2 separate regions of the Zea mays genome follow, and region 1 is linked to region 2. A link is a contact called in public Hi-C data. All regions are on one chromosome and are shown on one strand. The core of a region is the stretch at or near the end of the contact, and the rest is flanking DNA. Distances in the headings are between cores, read along the strand shown.

Evidence for each region. A called contact is a pair of places that touch in the nucleus more often than the background predicts.
Region 1: a contact with region 2 is called in a Hi-C map of ear, with 2.3 times the contacts expected there. The contact joins the enhancer-like site here to the promoter of LOC103637341 in region 2. A contact is called at or near these places in 5 of 25 Hi-C or Micro-C datasets (ear, endosperm, leaf and 1 more).

Annotation. Positions count from the first base shown.
Region 1 is chr8:142,775,542-142,781,429 of Zm-B73-REFERENCE-NAM-5.0, forward strand. No RefSeq gene overlaps it. Among protein-coding and RNA genes, the nearest start is that of LOC103636024, 6.9 kb to the left of the region's middle. Within about 2 kb of position 2,225, at least 18 of the 20 cell types and tissues checked have an H3K27ac peak or open chromatin away from gene starts, as enhancers often do. A contact at or near this core is called in ear, endosperm, leaf and 1 more, where this site is marked.
Region 2 is chr8:142,730,764-142,737,484 of Zm-B73-REFERENCE-NAM-5.0, forward strand. LOC103637341 (protein ROOT HAIR DEFECTIVE 3) reads right to left here and starts at 3,740. Exons shown (of 23, transcript XM_008659560.3): 1 at 3,533-3,740; 2 at 2,517-2,671; 3 at 2,359-2,425; 4 at 2,144-2,246; 5 at 1,654-1,724; 6 at 1,495-1,558; 7 at 1,312-1,377; 8 at 1,170-1,217; 9 at 1,022-1,084; 10 at 884-940; 11 at 635-793; 12 at 488-556; 13 at 316-407; 14 at 1-21. The coding sequence starts at 2,664.

The sequences.
Region 1 (5,888 bases), core at 975-3,474, 43 kb after region 2:
GATGAGCCAACAACACCTCAAGTTGGCGGCTGCATTCCAAAGAAATAGCATAGGCAGAATACATGTATTAGTATTACACTTCGATAAGAATGATTCGAATACAAAAAAGCTAAATTTAGGGTTCATGTGCTTAATTTGCACAACAGGGAGGGAATACAGGGATCCAAATACTAAACAAAAATACTCACGATTTGCTTGGCTCCTGCCCAGTCCACTTTGATCCAATCTCCACTTCGACTCCTCCCCATTCCACACTGTGTCAGATCCATGGCGGCGCTCAACCTCCGCCATTAGCAGCTGCCAACAGCAAATCATGAGAGGGGGGAGGGTGGTGTGTGAAAACTAACATGATGCTACTACCAAAAATGGGGGAAACGAACCAAAAATAGGGGGAGAAACAAACCTCCTCGTGGGTTGTCTACGCCGAGTCCGGAGTCGCACAACGTCTGCTGCCATGAGAGCTCCCACTGTGCCGAGTGTGGAAGCGCACTCGTAGTAGCTTGGAGGAACAAGAACCAACAGCAAATCATGAATCAAGAAGAAGCAGATCGGGTTCCAAGAACTCATCGGGATTGTGCATTCGTCGCGTGTATGAGCAGCGACGGACTCACCCTTGTGTGGGCAGCCGCAGGGTGTGTCCGCCGGTGTGCAGGGCAAGGTGCGCGCATGGTGGAGCATGCCCCTATGTGGGCAACCACTGACGGCATCGCGGACGGCTTCGTTGTAGTCGTTGCGGTTCCCTCGGCGGCATCACCATGAGGAGCGATGGAGTGTGATATGCCCGAAGCGCTCATGCCACCGCCACGCCGTGTCCACGCGCCGAGCAGTAAGGCACACAGGGTGCGTGATGTCGAGTCGGATCGAGTAGAGCCGGTTGGGGGAGCGACGCACTCGAGCATGGAGGCGTCGGCGTTCGTCGCGGATCCGCATGACCCCCTTATCGACATGGATGTCGTACCCATCCTCGTCCAACTGCCCAACGGGCACGGACCTCTCGAGCGGGGTGGGGGAGGCGGCTGTCGTAGGTGTTGGGGTGGCGATGGCCGCTCGGGGGAGGCGGCCCCTCCTCTTCTCCATTCGAACTTCTCTCTTTGCTCCTCTTCTCTCTTTGCTCCTCGGGGTGGAGCAACGCCTGGTGCCTGTCGGGGGTGGAGACCGCACGACGAGCAGGGGCACCGGATCCGGGGAGGAGGGGCGGGGGTGCCGAGGCAGGTCGTCTCGCCGGAAGTAGAGCACGACAGCGTTGGCGGTTGAGGAGTTTTAGGGTTCGAGGCGGGTGAGGGCGGCAGGGCTTTGTTGGGCGACCCGCTCACGATGTCTGCGCGGGGGGCGCCTGTCGCGGCGAGCGCCATGGGGGGTGGGGGAGGGAGCTCTGGCGACACGGGTAGATGCGGGCGGGGCACGGTGAAGGTGCAGCATTGATGGGAGACGGCGAGACGCGACGCGGGGATTGGGGAAGGGGATGACTCCGGCGGCGAGCTACTGGTCTCAGAGGAAGGGCCGCCGCCGCGCCGGAGAGCGTGCTGATGAGATTCTCGGAATGGAGTGGAGGTGAACGATCCGCGGGAGAGCGGCGGACTGGAGGGGAGGCAGGGAGGCGGCGGCTCACGCGGGGTGGGGGAGTGGGAGGCGGGGGGACGAACGTGGGGTGGGCGGATGAACGGTGTAGATTTACGGAAGCGAGTGGACGGTGCAGATTGGCTGAAGGCAGAACCAGGGGAGGCAGCCTACCCCTTAGAGCCTTAATAGGTAGTATAGATTAGCTAGTTTGTTGTCTAAAAACAATATTGAGTAATTATTAATAGGCCGCCTCGTCATACTCTAATGGGTATTTGGTTTGAGTAATGAGCTAGTCGATCATCTTCTCACTCCTAACTTTTTTTGTTTGGTTTTGTGGAATGGAATAAGTTGATATATCACCACTTTATTCCTCATAGTTAGTTAATTAATACGAATATGTGCAATAAAGTTATCCTACCAAATTTGAGAAATGAACCAATGGTACATCACTTTATTTTGAATGGAGTGGTTCCTCAAACCAAACACCCCACAAATCTTTCGTCATAAGCTTTGGAATCTATGTACAGAAGGTAGCTATCAGTCGAAAACACGGCCCTGCCGCGGATCCGAAGCAGGCCATCCTGACAGCGAGCCGAGTGGACGGTGGCGGTGACAGCGCATCATGACATGGGCCGCTTTGGAATTGGCAGGGAAAAGGCGCGGGGAATAAAGCAGCTGCGATGTGTCCATATCGACGTTGCCACAGCGAAGCGTTGCAGATCTCCTCCTCCTCGCTCCGGGCCGGGCGGCTGGCGGTGGCGCACGCGAGTTCCTACGGCGCGGCGTCCTCTCGGCGGGACAGCCTCCTCGTGCGCACGCCCAACTGCCTAGCCTTGTCTTATTCCGGATCCATGGGATTGGGTCGATGATAATAAACACCAAATCTATAGATAGATCATTTATTATGCTCAGTTCTATTTAAGTTTGCGTTGCCGTTGCACATTCGTATATACTATAAGGGTGGGTATGTATGTATGTATGTATTATTATCTTCACCAGATACTACTAGTTAGTGAGTGCTAAATAACGCCCGCCTTAGCCACGAAGGAAATAAGTGACTACTAGATAAGTAACATCACATGCCATCCGTTTTTTTCCTCATATCTTGCTGTCACGCAAAGCATTATCAGCAACAAAAAAGCAAGCAACGTATCTGCTGCCTGTCGTACGTTGACCAGACCTTTTCTTTTTCTTATCTAACAAAAAAAGAATCCGTTGATGAGAGATTTCTTTTTGTGGAAAAAAAAAGACGCTGGCTGGAGCAGCAATAGACAGCAGAGCCATTTCATTGATTTTCGCTGTCGGCCCATTAGTACTCCTAGGCCGCCGCGTTGGGCTGGACCTGTCCATCCATGATAACCAAGGAAAGGAAACAAACGGTGCGGGCCTTGTTGGGCCAGCCTTTACCTGCTACCTACTCAATTCCCGAATCCAGTTCATCGCTACGCACAGTATACCACGACAACAACACGCGTAGCAGCGTTCGAGACATCTTCTTTTGCTATTCTCTCCGTCACCAAATTAAAATGATCCTTGCTTTTAAGAAATCGAGCGGTTCAATAATCACCACCTGATGGTCGTGACTATTACTAGCGAGTAGCCACACATATTTATTGCGAATATAACCGATTTTTTTATTTTAGTCCTTTTTTCAAAATAAATTGATTGACGTTTAGACCCCTGACCGAATTATTTTCTGTTTTGGACTTTTTGCTCGACGTCATAGGTCGTGGCGTCGATGAAACATAGCTCGGCGCCATAGACTATGGCACCGAAGCGTGACGTGGCAGCGTCGGCGAGGGCTGTCGTGGCGCCGACGTGGCACCCTAGTCTGGCACCACAATCTTGGTGCTGAGCTAAGATTTAAGTGCTTCTGCCCTTTCCTTTCTCCATTCTTTCCTTTCCCCTCTCTCACTGCCCGACCGCCCCTTTCGACGTCGCCGCCCTCCCCAGCCCGACGCGCCGCCTGGCCGCGGCCCCACACCTCGGCCGCCCGCCTCACCGGCCCGACGCACCGCCCTATCTCGACCGTCACACCGCCCGGTGAGTTAGTAGCTAGTTCGTTAGTAGTTAGTTAGTAGCTAGTGGTTAGTTAGTAACTAGTGGCGTATTGTCTTAGTGTTTAGTTAATGGTTAGTTAGTAACTAGTGGTTAGTTACTATTAATTTAGTTTAGTACTTAGTATTGTATTATCTTAGTGTTTTTATATTTAGTTAGTAGTTTAGTATTATTTTATTACTAAGGATATAGTTAGATACCTATTTAGTTGTTAGTGTATATAGTTAGCTAGCTATTTAGTTGTTAGTATATGTACATAGAATGTTTATGTTAACCATCGATATGTTTAGCTAATGGTTAAACATATCGCTCGTTTGTAACCAGATGTATAAGTGAAGTAGATATATATAATTGAAAGGAATAGCACCTCTCATAGTTCTAAAGCCGACGCCACTAACTTATCCGTAATTTAATAATATATATCAAGGGAAATATAATAACATAGTTATAAACCATTCACTACCGTAATTTGACTCTTTGCCGAGTACCAAATTATCGGGGACCATAATTAGGGGTACCCTTAAGGCTCCTAATTCTCAGCTGGTAACCCCCATCAGCACAAAGCTGCAAAGGCCTGATGGGTGCGATTAAGTCAGGGATCAGTCCATTCGAGGAACTCGATCACGCCTCGCCCGAGCCTAGCCTCGGACAAGGGCAGCCGACCCCGGAGGATTTCCGTCTCGCCCGAAGCCCCCCTCCAGCGGCGAACATATTTCCGGCTCGCCCGAGGCCCTGTCTTCGCCAAGAAGCAACCCTGACCAAATCGCCGCACCGACCGACCAAATCGCAGGGGCATTTAATGCAAAGGTGGCCTGACACCTTTATCCTGACGCGCGCCCTCCAGCCGGCAGAGCCGAAGTGACCGCCGTCACTTCGCCGCTCCACTGACCGGCCTGACAGAAGGACAGCGCCGCCTGCGCCACTCCGACTGCGGTGCCACTTGACATAGTGAGACTGACAGGCAGTCAGGCCCGGCCGAAGGCACCATAGGAAGCTCCGCTCTGCCCGACCCAGGGCTCGGACTCAGGCTAAGCCCCGAAAGACGGCGAACTCCGCTCCGCCCGACCCAGGGCTCGGACTCGGGCTAAGTCCCGAAAGACGGCGAACTCCGCTCCGCCCGACCCAGGGCTCGGACTTGGGCTCAGCCCCAGAAGACGGCGAACTCCGCTCCGCCCGACCCCAGGGCTCGGACTCTGCCCTGGCCTCAGCCGGCGGCCTCCGCCTCGCCCGACCCAGGGGCTCGGACTCGACCTCGGCTACGGAAGACAGACTCGACCTCGGCTTCGGAGGAGCTTCCACATCGTCCAACCTAGGGCGCAGACCGGCCACGTCAACAGGAGGTGCTGATAGTCGCCTAGAGGGGGGGTGAATAGGGCGAAACTGAAATTTACAAATATAAACACAACTACAAGCCGGGTTAGCGTTAGTAATAAAGAAACGAGTCCGCGAGAGAGGGTGGAAAACAAATCGCAAGTAAATGGAGAGTGTGACACGCGGATTTGTTTTACCGAGGTTCGGTTCTTGCAAACCTACTCCCCGTTGAGGAGGCCACAAAGGCCGGGTCTCTTTCAACCCTTCCCTCTCTCAAGCGATCCCACGGATCGAGTGAGCTTTCTCTTCTCAATCACTTGGAACACAAAGTTCCCACAAGGACCACCACAAGTTTGGTGTCTCTTGCCTCAATTACAAGTGAGTTTGATCGCAATGAAAGAATCAAGAAAGAAGAAAGCAATCCAAGTGCAAGAGCTCGAAAGAACACAAGCAAATCACTCTCTCTAGTCACTATGGCGTTGTGTGGAATTTGGAGAGGATTTGATCTCTTTGGTGTGTCTAGAATTGAATGCTAGAGCTCTTGTAGTAGTTGGGAAGTGGAAAACTTGGATGCAATGAATGGTGGGGTGGTTGGGGTATTTATAGCCCCAACCACCAAAAGTGGCCGTTGGGAGGCTGTCTGCACGATGGCGCACCGGACAGTCCGGTGCACCTGCCACGTCATCACTGCCGTTGGATTCTGACCGTTGGAGCTTCTGACTTGTGGGCCCGCCTGGGTGTCCGGTGCACACCGGACATGCACTGTTCCTTGTCCGGTGTGCCAGTATGGGCGACTCTGACTTCTGCGCGCGCTGCGCGCGCAATAAATGCTTCGCAGGTAGCCGTTGGCGCCGGATAGCCGTTGCTCCGGAGTTGCACCGGACAGTCCGGTGCACACCGGACAGTCCGGTGAATTATAGCGGACTAGCCGTTGGCGTTTCCCGAAGCTGGCGAGTTCC
Region 2 (6,721 bases), core at 2,490-4,989:
TAAATAGCCTCCATGTCATACCTGTGACCAAAGAACAAAATCATCATAAAAGGAATGAATCTTTTTTCCCGGATACCTTCAATATTTATGCCAAGAATTGTGCGCGTAAAACGCATAATTTATCTACAACAAATGGATAGCCTACTAGCCTACACTCAGCTGCTTTGCAGGTATTGTTGGTTCCAAGAGTTCTAAAGACAAATGGGAGTATTTATCTTGAATAGACTTGTAAGGAGTCAAAAACATCATCTAAATCATGGGGATCCCATGAGAAGAAAAATAACAGAGTACTCAGAAGACAACCAATAAACTCACTCTGATAAACATCTATCCAGAAGGCTGCTGAGCTTCTTCCCAAACCCAGTAACAAAGTCATGTTGGACAGCCTCCTCAAATTGTTGCCATTCCTTCACACAGAAATCATATAGAATCAGTTCTTGAAGGAATCTATGATCCACAAATCATGTATGATATGTATTGTAATCACCTCATCAGCTATAAAGCTGGTAACTTTCTCATTACCAATTTCCTCACAACGTACAGTAGCCACCATAACCTGAAGTGAAGCATAAAAAAAAAAGTTAAGGTATATTATGTTGATAGCTTAAATTGGAAAACAATGGATGGTACTCACTTTATGAGCAGGCAAATCAAGATCTTTGTTCTCCTTGATGACTTTCCAAAATTGCTGGGAACTAAATGAGAAACCTGAAGCTGGGACAACACCACGACGATCCCCAGCAAGTCCACCAGGGGCAATTGAATGCTGAAACCTATCTCTTAAATCAGAAACCTACAGAGAGAATTGTTTACAATTAAAAATAATCCCAGCAAAATCTGCAAGGAGCATACTTTTCACAATTTACATTTCATATACACCAACCTGCTGTTTGAATAACTCTTCTTTTTCTTCATAACTCGACAGTGCGACAACTTGAACCTGGATGTGAAAATTAAATGAACTTTTAGCGAACTTCAGTATAAAACATGTGTCGAAGAAAGGTTAAGTCATGATTTTTACATCGAAAAATTCACTAATTGGAGTTTCTTTATGGGCATGGGGTTTCGGAACAGCATCCCATATCTGCAGCAAAAATGTATACAGCTTATTATAGGCCACAAAAACACAAATGTCTCAAAAGAAAACAGGGTATCAACAAAACACATACCTTCTGAATGTCTTCCCTTAGAATTGGCTCAAGATTTTCTAGGGGTGTCTGCAAGAAACCAAAAGGAGCCAATAGTTAGTATACAAGAAATCAAATGTGAAAAGGAAAGTAGATTGTTCACATGTAACAAGCAAGCCCTTACCCTTGATTTGTCACGTATAACAAACAACAATGTTGTTTTGCGAGGACTGAACAACCTCATCATGACCTACACATATGAAGAAAGAAAATCCCAAGGTAAATACCTCAAATGCTAATTCACATCCAGAATAGACAAAATATGGTCAAAAAAGTTGCATCAAAATAAAACTCATAAACAACTTGCCTGGAAAACAGTCTTCAAAAGAGGCTTGTTTGCAGCCTGTTCTCTGCCAATGTCATGACACCACCTATACAGGAAAACAAAAGAATTTTGAGTTGCACAAGGGGATAATAGGTCCAAGATTCCAAGTCCAACAACGATCGCTTCACTAAACAAACTTACATATTAATCAACACAATGTCCGAAACGGCCAAAGCAAACAATGCACTTTGCTTCTCAAATGCTGTATCATCCTGAAATATCATGCGTATGAATTATCAATTATGCATCAACAATTCAGTATAATGTGGAGTATTAGCTCCATAACACAAAATGTAATTTTGGGAAGGATCAGTTTCAGCAAAATTCAACTTATTACAAGATGAGATGAGGCTTACTCAACAATATGAGGCTCCACTATAATAAATTAATAATAAATTAATAATTTTAAATTAATAGAGAGTAATTAAGAGGCTCCACTATACAATATGCCACAGCAAAGTTCAGGATGCAGAAGATACTTGGGATATCAAAGAAACTTTGTTTCAGATTTATAATATAAGGAAAAAAACTTATAGGAACAAGTACAATTAAGCATATGGTCTCTCTGACACCAGTAGCACCACATCAAAACCAAACCACATCAAAATTGGAGGTATGCTAGTTTTATTACCTCTCCCCTCTCTCTTCCATCAGTTCCTTCCAAATCCATTACAAGGGTGCACGGTTCAATATTCTGGGCCTTCGCTAGCCATATACCTTTGGTAGTCTGTGACCTGATGGTATCAAAAAAAATACTAAATAAGGTAAAGAAGAACAGGCTGCACCAGAGCCAAGAAGGCTTGTAATGAGAAATGGAAGATAAATCAGAAGGGACTAGAAACATGCCTTCCTCTGAAGGCATCCATCTCCCTAAAATTGGTGCCAAAAAGATGATTCAAAAGTGTACTTTTCCCTACAAGAAAATGAGAGAAACCATGGTGTAATCAGACAAAGGAAGCATGCAGTGAACAGAATCAAAACAACGGAAAAGAGAGACACCATACCACTACTTTGCGGGCCCATTATTGATACAACAGCATAGGACAGCCCGCATTCACCCAATCTGACATCCTTCATGAAGTTCTCCAATCCGGAGACGTTGAAGATCCCATCTCCATCAATTAGCTGTGTTGAGAAACACGCATCACCCATTTATGCTCTGCAGAATTCAAAAATGAATAAACCACCACATCCAAAATCAGAAGGAAAAAACGAATTAAAAGCAATATGATTGCAGCATTCGCCTGCTTCCAGCATTTCCCCCCAAAATAAAATTGAAAATAGTTGATTAGCGTAAGTCCTTAGTGAATAATATCAGCACAAGAAGAAATATATTGGACTTTTAAGGAGAAGGCTATCAGACTGTACTGGTGAATAATCAGGTACTTTTCATACTGCACGATCAAATAATTATTGGCAGATTTTTGTGTACACCATACAAAAACCAACTCGATGGACCTTTGTTTTGTGGCCCATGCCTCAGAATTCCGGTAGAGATCAGCAGTATTAAATTGGGTAGAAACTGCATAACAGCAATGTTACTGTACAAAGGGTGCAAATTGATGGATATCTGCGCTAACTACGCTTCTCCTTAGGTCATCTACGGCTGAATACTGCAATTATTACTAAAGATCGCACAGGGTACAGTATCAGCGTCGGGTTACCACGAGAGCGTGGAGCTCAGCTGAACCCCTCGAGAATCTGGTCATGGGGAAAGTAAATACTTGTTCTACAAAGCGCACAAGCAAATCTGCCACAAGCCGAGGGATCCATCGTCCATCCCAGGAAGGGAGATTTGGATTTGAGGGTTCACAGCGAGAAGTTTCTGCAGACCAAAACAAGCAAGAAAACTAGGGCGTCCTAACCAACACAACCAGAGAAAGTTTGGGACGGATCTCCACCCCTGCGCCGGCGGCGTCCAGGGAGGCCTGCAGCACAGGTAGATAGGCACCAGGCGCGGACGGGAGGAAGGCAAGAAAATTCAATCTGATCGGGGAAAGAGGGGAGAAGGGACACGGACCGTGTGAAGATGGTGCCGGGGCTCGCGCGTCGGCCGGTGTGGGGGTCGGCGTCGGCGATGGCGGAGGCGGGGGAAGGGGGAAGGGAGAGGAAAGGGGGAGAGACCGGGGAGGTGCACGAAGGCGTGTGCGCTTTTATTGGAAGGTGGGTGATTGTAATTTTCGAAAAGCAGAAGAGCATGGGGTATGGGTAACAAGTAAGGCCGTAAGGGCTTGAGTGTGCAACCCAACAAGGCTTAAAATGACGCAAACTAATGTCCTAAAAATTAAAATACTATATTATTTAGTGCCTAAATCATGTATTTTAGTAATTAAATTACATTATGAGAAAAGAAAGTGTTAAAAATTAGAAAATAAGAATAGGGCACTAGTCTAAGGTGTAGTATATTTGGGTCACTTGATGTTGTGACTTATATTTATTTGATAAAATTTTGTAAGATATACATTGTTGGAGCTGTGTTTTTATGTGTTGAGCCCTATATTTTAAGATAAGACACTGATTTAAGACATTGTTGGAGATGCTCTAAGGTGGTGTTTAATACCATATCGGATGTTTAGATATTAGTTAGAATCATTAGATAGAGTCAAATTATAAAACTAATTATAAAGATGAGGAGTAAACAATAAGATAAATCTATTAAGCTAAATTAGTTCATGATTCGTCCACGTGATGCTACAGTAAACATTTGATAGCCATATACCATTTAGATTTAATAAATTCGTCTAGACATTTATCTTCATATATGTAATTAGTCTTATAATTTGAATATATTTAATACGCATAATTGACATTCAAATGTCCAATGTGATACAAACCAAACGTAAACTTTAGTAAGAGAAACCAAACACCCCTAAAAGCTCCTTTGGAACAAAGAAAATATCAAGATTTTTAAGGGTTTCTCTACAGGAACATTTTCTATATAAGCCTTAAAATTCCTTTGAATTTCTTTCCTCCATACAAGTTTTGGAGAGAGAAAACAAGAGGACCAACCTCTTGGAAACTTCTGTATGGCTCATGTCTCTCAATTCAAATTCCTGCGTAACATCCAAAGGTTAGGTGAGAAATATTCTTGAATTCTTCCTTCTTATAGGATTGTATTTCATAGCTAACCCTAATCTTGTGTTTTCATATTTCTGTGTTCCCAAGGGGCCTAAACATGTAACTAGGGATGACGGCAAGTAAGATACCCAGGAGGGTGAGAGCACCTAGAGGGGGGTGAATAGGTGATCCTATAAAACTTGAATTTTAACTCACAAAACTTGATTAGGAGTTAGCACAAATAATACCAAGTGGCTAGAGAGGAGTCTCAACAAAACACAATAACCACAAGAGATCAATCACAGAGATGGCACAGTGGTTTATCCCATGGTTCGGCTAAGACCAACGATTGCCTACTCCACGTTGTGGCGTCCCAACGGACGAGGGTTGCAATCAACCCCTCTCAAGCGATCCAAAGATCCACTTGAATACCACGGTGTTTTGCTTGCTTTACTATATCCCGTTTGCGAGGAATCTCCACACTTTGGAGTCTCTCGCCCTTACACTTGAAGTTCACAAAGAAGCACGGAGTAAGGGAGGGATGAGCAACACACTCAAGACACAAAGATCACAGCAACACCACGCACACAAATCGCAACAAGAGCTCACAACACAACTCAATGAGTTCACAACTCAACTAGAGCTCTAATTGCTATCGCAAAGAATCAAAGGCGCGGAATCGATGTCTTAGTGCTTAGGAATGCTTAGAGGATGCTTGGTGTACTCCTCCATGCGCCTAGGGGTCCCTTTTATAGCCCCAAGGCAGCTAGGAGCCGTTGAGAGCATTCCAGGAAGGCAAATCTTGCCTTCTGTCGCCTGGCGCACCGGACAGTCCGGTGCGGATTTCTTTCCTTTCCTGGCGAAGCCGACCGTTGGCGCCTGAGAGCCGTTGGCGCACCGGACACTGTCCGGTGCACACCGGACAGTCCGGTGCCCCCTCCCGACCGTTGGCTCGGCCACGTGTCTCGCGCAGATCGCGCAGCCGACCGTTGGCCCGGCCGACCGTTGGCTCACCGGACAGTCCGGTGCACACCGGACAGTCCGGTGAATTATAGCCGTACGCCGCCAATTTATTCCCGAGAGCGCCAAGTTCGCCTGAGCCAGCCTGGCACACCGGACACTGTCCGGTGCACCACCGGACAGTCCGGTGCACCCAGACAGTGCTGGCTATGGCTGAAACAAGGCAATCTCTTTCCATTTTGTTTTCTCCTGTTTCCAGCACTTAGACACAATACATTAGTCCATAAAACAATGTACTAAGTCTAGAAACACACCTTTTGACATGATTTGCACTTTGTCCACCACTTTGCATAGATTAACACAAAAGCACTTGTGTTGGCACTCAATCACCAAAATACTTAGAAATGGCCCAAGGGCACATTTCCCTTTCAATCTCCCCCTTTTTGGTGATTTATGCCAACACAACATAAAGCAACTAGAACAAGTGCAATATTAATGCAAATGAAAACTCAAATTTGTTTTGATTCATATTTGGCATATATGGATCACTCTTTGCCACCACTTGGTTTGTTTTTGCAAATCAAACTCACATTTCTATCTCTAAGTCAAACACACTTGTTAAGACATAAAGAGAATCGTTCCAAGAGAAATTGATTCAAGATTTCAAAAACTCCCCATTTTCCCATAATCAACACTTCTCCCCACAAGAAGCCAACTTTTGACAAAAAGAGCCAATAAGAGTATTTTGACAAAACAAAATCTCTATTCTATTATTTTCAAAATTCTCAAGTGGTAGCTGATCCATTTATTGCTTTGGCCTTTATTTTCTCCCCCTTTGGCATCAAGCACCAAAACGGGATCAATCTTGGCCCTAGAACCCCATTGCCTCACCAAAATCTTCAATAAGAATATAAAGGCACTAAGAGTACATGAGATGAACTTGGAATAAGTTACCCTCTCATCGGAGTGCAGTGGAAGTCTTTCATGGTCCAAGTCCACCTTTTCCCTTTCAAACCTCCTTTGAGACTAAAACAAATAAACTCAAGCACACGGTTAGTCTCAAAGGGTCAAGTTGTAACACATCTCCCCCTAAATATGTGCATTCCTTTGCAACGGACTTGTGAGGTCCGGGGAATGTTTGTACAACTTGAGCACCACAAGTAAGCAACAAAATGCATAAGAAACATGATCA